Linked DNA regions of Ovis aries: region 2 is linked to region 1. The links are chromatin contacts, called in public Hi-C maps. All regions are on one chromosome and are shown on one strand. Each heading gives the region's core, a stretch centred on a gene start, on an enhancer-like site or on the middle of the called end of the contact. The rest is flanking DNA. Distances are from core to core; before and after follow the strand shown. Region 1 overlaps GOSR2 (golgi SNAP receptor complex member 2). Region 2 holds the start of WNT9B (Wnt family member 9B).

Region 1 (2,700 bases), core at 55-2,554:
TCCCCACCTCAGATGCCAATTGCAATGGAGTGCCCAGGATACCGGCACTTCTATCCAGCTTGGCTGGAATGAGTCACAGAACTTTGGAAAATTCTGGACACAGTAGTGTCCCTGCCACCCCCCATCCACAGTTCCGCCTCCCATGGTTTCAATTAACTCTGTTCAACCACAGTCTAAAATCATTAAATAGAAAATTCCAGAAATAAACAACTCGTAAGTTTACACTGCATGCAAAAAAAAAAAACAAAAAACCTGCCAGCAGGTGCCAAGAGAGGAGTGGAGCCAGAGGATCTGCCCAAGCTGTCTTAGGTGAAAGAATATGGGGCCATGGCCTTGGGTTGGGAGGGGGAAGAGGGGTGGCAGCGCCTTCCTTAGGCACAGCCCACACCGAGTGACTGTCCACCCAGGACTCAGCTCCACTGCAGGCTTCTTGAGCCTCGGAGCAGCAACCACTCCTCAGATGGGCCCTGAGCTGACGCACTAGAGCTGTGAGCCTAACAGGCAGCCCTCCCAGCAGCTCTCCCTCACTGCCTTTGACAGTCACAGGCTGATGGATGTTGCTGTTGTCTAGTCATTGACAAGACCTCTGAGATCCCATGGAACATAGCCTGCCAGGCTCCTCTGTCCATGAGATTTTCCAGGCAAGAACACTGGAGTCGGTTGCCATGTCCTCCTCCAGGGGATCTTCCCAACCCAGGGATGGAACCCAAGTCTCCTGCACTGGCAACCCTTCAAATCCCCCATATCCAGGCTACAACCCAAGCCAGTTAAATCATAATGGATTGGGGTAAGACCCCCCACACAGGTGTCTTTAAAAGGTCTGGAGAGGATTCCAACATGGAGCAAAAGTTGAGAGCCCACTGCCAGTGGGCTGTGGGGATGAGGCAGGGAGGTGTACACAACGGAGGTTCCATGGTGGGGGGACTACCGATGGCACCCAAGGGGGCCAAGGACTGCAGAATCCTCTGCCGCCCTCCTTCCCTCGGCTCCAATATGCTTTATGACATGAACAGATGCAGAGAGAGGGGAAGGGGCTGACACCCCGGGGAGCATTTGCCGCGTCTGTCTGCAACACACCCACGTGCTGTGAGACTTAAAGTGAGGGGAGCCCTAGAAATTAGAATGAACTGAGATCTCAGAAGGTGCTGCTGGCCATACCCTGAGAGCAACAGGGGCCAAGCCGCTGCTCAGCAGTAATTTCTATAAGGAAACAAACTGAATCTGAAGATGATTCCTCCTCTTGCAAACGCACCAGGCCTAAGGCAGAGTGGAGTGCTGGGCAGACCAGCCCGAAAGGCTCATGTCTCCCCCTAGTGGAAAGATTGAGTACAGCTCCCATTCACCACTTCCAGAGAGTTCAAGAGAAGTTGCTCAGTCCCGTCCGATTCTTAGCGACCCCACGGATGGCAGCCTACCAGGCTCCGGTGTCCATGGGATTCTCCAGACGAAGAGTACTGGAGTGGGCTGCCATTGCCTTCTCTTTCCAGGAGGGCCTCCTCAAATTCCCCACCCCTGCCCTCTAAATCAGGAAAATATTTCAGAGCAGAGAACCTGCCATGTAAGGTGCACCGAATGTGCTACAGCTCTTCACCCAGGCTGCCCCAGCCTCCTGCATCATGTTCCGAGCAGGGGAGGCAGGCAGGCAGGCGCCATGGTTATGTGCTTGGGCTGTGAAGTCAGAGGGGCCGGTTCCTCCAGGACTCCTTGCGGGGGTTTGTGAAAGTCACTGAAGCTCAGCCTCTTGATCTGCACAAATGGAAGGACTCTCAACCTAACTGGTAAGGTTTCTGAAGATTACACAGGTGACCCAGAAACCATGTTCCACTTACAATAAGGGCCACAGGGAAGCAAGCAGTCGTCAAGGTCTAGGCCCTCCTCTTGAGCAAGTACGACATCCTACCCCTCAACGGACTAACCAGGCCATGCTCCTCTCCTCGCTGGGCCTCCTGGGCCTCCAGGCCAAGTCAGGGACCCCTCAGAGCCTTCCTGCGGGGTTTCACAACGTGCACCTGAGTGTCCTTTTCTTGGCACTGACATTCTGCTGACTTGTTCCTAGTTTTCACTTCTTTATTCACTTAGTTATTTTCTTTAACTCTCCTCAAATCTTTCCTGGAATAAGACAGAAACCAATTAAGACTTTATTTTGGACCTGATAAGTTTGCTTTCCACTCACATATGCTGAATTAGTTCAGCAAGTTTTCAAATGCTCTAGTCTTTAGGAGAAAAGCTTCCAAGACACACATCAGAATAACTTCAGAGATATAAAAATATTCTAATTCAGAAGGCCCAAGGTAGGCCTGAGTAATCTGTAATTTTTTAAAAGTTCCCCCGCTGCTGCTAAGGCAACCAACCCCAACTTTGGTCTTGAAACAGTGTTTCAGAATCTCTGGCTTGACAGAAAAAGGGGGCCATTAGTTATAAAGATGAATGTCAAACTCCTTTACAAAATGTCATTTTCTAAATAAAATAAATGGCAACTTTATTCAATTGATGTGTTTCGAAAACAAGGAGCATAAAGCCAAATTTGCAAGTCAAACCCATTTAAACTCATCAGGGTGAAGGTCTTAAGAGAAAACCCAGCAGAGAAGCCTTCTATAAAATCAAGACTCTCCTACTTACTTGGTCTTGGGAGTTTGGCTTTTCTTAAGATGATCACACCTGGAGTAAACATCTGTGGAACGAAAGTTATTTCCAAGTTTC
Region 2 (2,700 bases), core at 197-2,696, 80 kb after region 1:
AGGGGCTCAGTCACACCAAGTTCAGCCCCGTCTTTGTACAAAAGGGGACACTGAGGCCAAAGACTAAGTGGTCTTCCCAGCAAGCTGAGCCCAGAGCCCTAGGGTCTGGGCTGACATTACTCCCACCCCACCCCCTATATATTTCAAGAGAGGCCATTGCCCACAGCCAAGGCATGTTTTAACCAGGGGTCATGACCTGGAAATTAGCCCACAGCCCTATTCCTGTGAGGGACCTCTCAGACCTTCTCTGACCCTTATTTGCCCCTCCCTGCCAGGTCACTTGCTTGGTGGTTTATGTTTTTTGGGTTTTGTTGGCTTGCTTGCTTTTGCCTTTGCTTGGGTCAGACTGTAAGCCTCACCTTGATTTGAGTGAGGATCACAAAAAGTGCCATGATTTAAAGAAACAGACTGTATATATTTAGAGTAGACTTTGGGGGGAGGTCAGGAAAGTCCCTTCGCACCCACGACCCCAACTCCTCTACCAAGTCCCTGCAATTCAGGTTCAGAGAAGGAGGGTCAGTTACCCTGTAACTTGCTCTCCAAACACTGCCCGGTCCCACCCATTCTCTCCCCAGATGTCACCCTCAGCTCGGAGCTTCCTTTTCCAATCATATACACCACCTCCCCCTTACTCTCTTCGTCATTCTCCTGAGAATTCACCTGATGCCAGGTCTGAGATTTGGTTGGATTTCCCCCACAGACGGTTCCCTCCTACTCTCCGCACGGTCTGAAGGTTCCTCCATCCCTTTTGGATCAGCGCGATCCCCTCCCCCGAACATCCCACCCTACCCATCCATCCAGTCCTCCGGGTCTCAGCTCCGCAGGGCTAAGGCAGAAGGTGTGAAGGGAGCCCCAGGCAAGGATTGGTGGCTGGACAGAGCCCAGGATGGGGACGGGCAGGGCGCAAGTGAGGATCGGAGAGGACGTCCGAGCGCGGGAGGGACTCCTTGGACGGGCAGGGACAGGGCGCGCTGGGGCGCACAGGCACCAGGTCCGAGACGCCTGCAGAGTCCCGGAGCTTGAACCGGGATCCGAGATCCGGCTTAGTGGGCAGGATGAGGTCTCGGACAGGACTGGGTGAGAAAAGCGGAGGTGAAGGGGACCAGAGCTCGGACGCTGGAAGGTGAGATCCGGGACCAGTCCGGGAAGCCCGAGGAGTTCTGGGCACTAACTCCCACCCCGAGATGGGGTTGGGTGCTAAGGTCTGAGTTCGAGATCCCGCCAGGGCCGGGGCCAGCGGAAGGGAAAAGTTGGCCTTGTTGAAGCGGGAGGAGGGGGAGGCAGGCGGGCCGGGGCGCGGCGGGCACTGACCCGAAGTAGGCGGCGGCGGCGGCGGCGGGCAGCGCCAGCAGGCAGAGCGCGGCCAGGGCCAGCGCGGGCGGGGGGCGCATGATGCCGGCGGCGCGGAGCCCAGTCGCATCTCCTCGCGCCGCGCAGCGCTCGCAGCGCAGCCACCAGCCGCCCGCAGGGCTTTAAACCCAAGCAGGGCGGAGCGGGGAGGCGGGGAGGGAGCAGCGCTGGCGGCACCCGTCCCCGAGCGGCGAGCCCCCCGCCTCATTGGCCCTGCAGACTTGCCCCGCCCCCGGGGGTGGGGCCACCTCTCCAGGTCCGCCCCCGCCCCGCCTCCCGGCCCCCCGCCCACCCTCCCCAGGTGAGAGCTCACCTGACGTAGGGCTTGTCTGGGGACTGGGCGGTTGAAGGACCCGGGGACTGGAGAGGCAAGGATGGGGATACGTAGCAGGGACCAGGGAGCTTTTGCCTCTCAGGGCGGGGTGGAGGTACCCGCAGGAAGTTACCCGCAGGAAGGGGTAAAAGGAGAGAGGCTCCTGGAGTCTGAGAAGCCGTGTGTCATCCACCCTCCGGCCGGTTGGTGCGGGCCCGTACCCGTAGGAAGGTACCCGCAGGAGGTACCCGCAGGAAGGGGCAAAAGGAGAGAGGCTCCTGGAGTCTGAGAAGTCGTGTCTCATCCACCCTCCAGCCGGTTGGTGCGGGCCCCTCTGCCCCAGCTCCGCGACACTGAAGGAGGGCCGGCTGTGGACACAGGAAAAATGCACAGGGTGTCCTGGGACGGGGATACCCACGGTCAGAGAGGAAGCGGGATAAGGGAGCCCAGTTTCTCAACTAGAGTCTGTCGGGGAGGAGGCCTCACTGAGCATTAGCTGATGTTCATGGAACAAAAATCCAAGTTCTCTGGTCAGTGGGGAGGGCAAAGCCTGGGACGGGGTGGGAAGGAACTTACTTCCCAAAGTGCATAGACCCCAGAACTTCTGTCAGACAGGATGGATATGTTCAGTGTTGGGTCATAAAGCTCTGCCCTGCTTATTCTTTTTTTTTTTTTAAGTCTAACCCCAATTCCTGCAGTGAAAATGCAGTGACCAAGGAAATAGGTGGCTCCCATCTGGGAGGGAGGCACACAGCAAACCACCCCATCAAGGTTTACTATGTTTTTGAGAGTATTGAATACTGGGTCAAATCGAGCAAAACAAAACATAACTCACACTGAATGTCAAGATCTGAATGTAAAGTTTCCAAAAAATAACCATGCATGCAGAACATCAGGTGACAGCGACCTTGGCTTTGTGAACAGGAAGGCGCTGGGAGACTGGGGGAAGATGGGAGCTGCCATATTAACGTATTAACAGCTGCCATATTAACGGCTATAGTGAGCCTCTCTGAGCTCAGTTTCCCTGTCCAATAAGG

Evidence for each region. Hi-C and Micro-C count contacts between places; a contact is called where the count stands out from the background.
Region 2: a contact with region 1 is called in a Hi-C map of hypothalamus, with 2.9 times the contacts expected there. The contact joins the promoter of WNT9B here to the enhancer-like site in region 1. A contact is called at or near these places in 6 of 16 Hi-C or Micro-C datasets (hypothalamus, liver, mixed tissues and 2 more).

Annotation. Positions count from the first base shown.
Region 1 is chr11:45,008,542-45,011,241 of ARS-UI_Ramb_v3.0, forward strand. It overlaps GOSR2 (golgi SNAP receptor complex member 2), which reads right to left. Exons shown (of 5, transcript XM_027974390.3): 5 at 2,454-2,700. Among named protein-coding and RNA genes, the nearest start is that of GOSR2, 22 kb to the right of the region's middle. Within about 2 kb of position 1,305, at least 4 of the 54 cell types and tissues checked have an H3K27ac peak or open chromatin away from gene starts, as enhancers often do. A contact at or near this core is called in hypothalamus, where this site is marked.
Region 2 is chr11:45,088,014-45,090,713 of ARS-UI_Ramb_v3.0, forward strand. It overlaps WNT9B (Wnt family member 9B), which reads right to left and starts at 1,447. Exons shown (of 5, transcript XM_042256824.2): 1 at 1,312-1,447. The coding sequence starts at 1,391.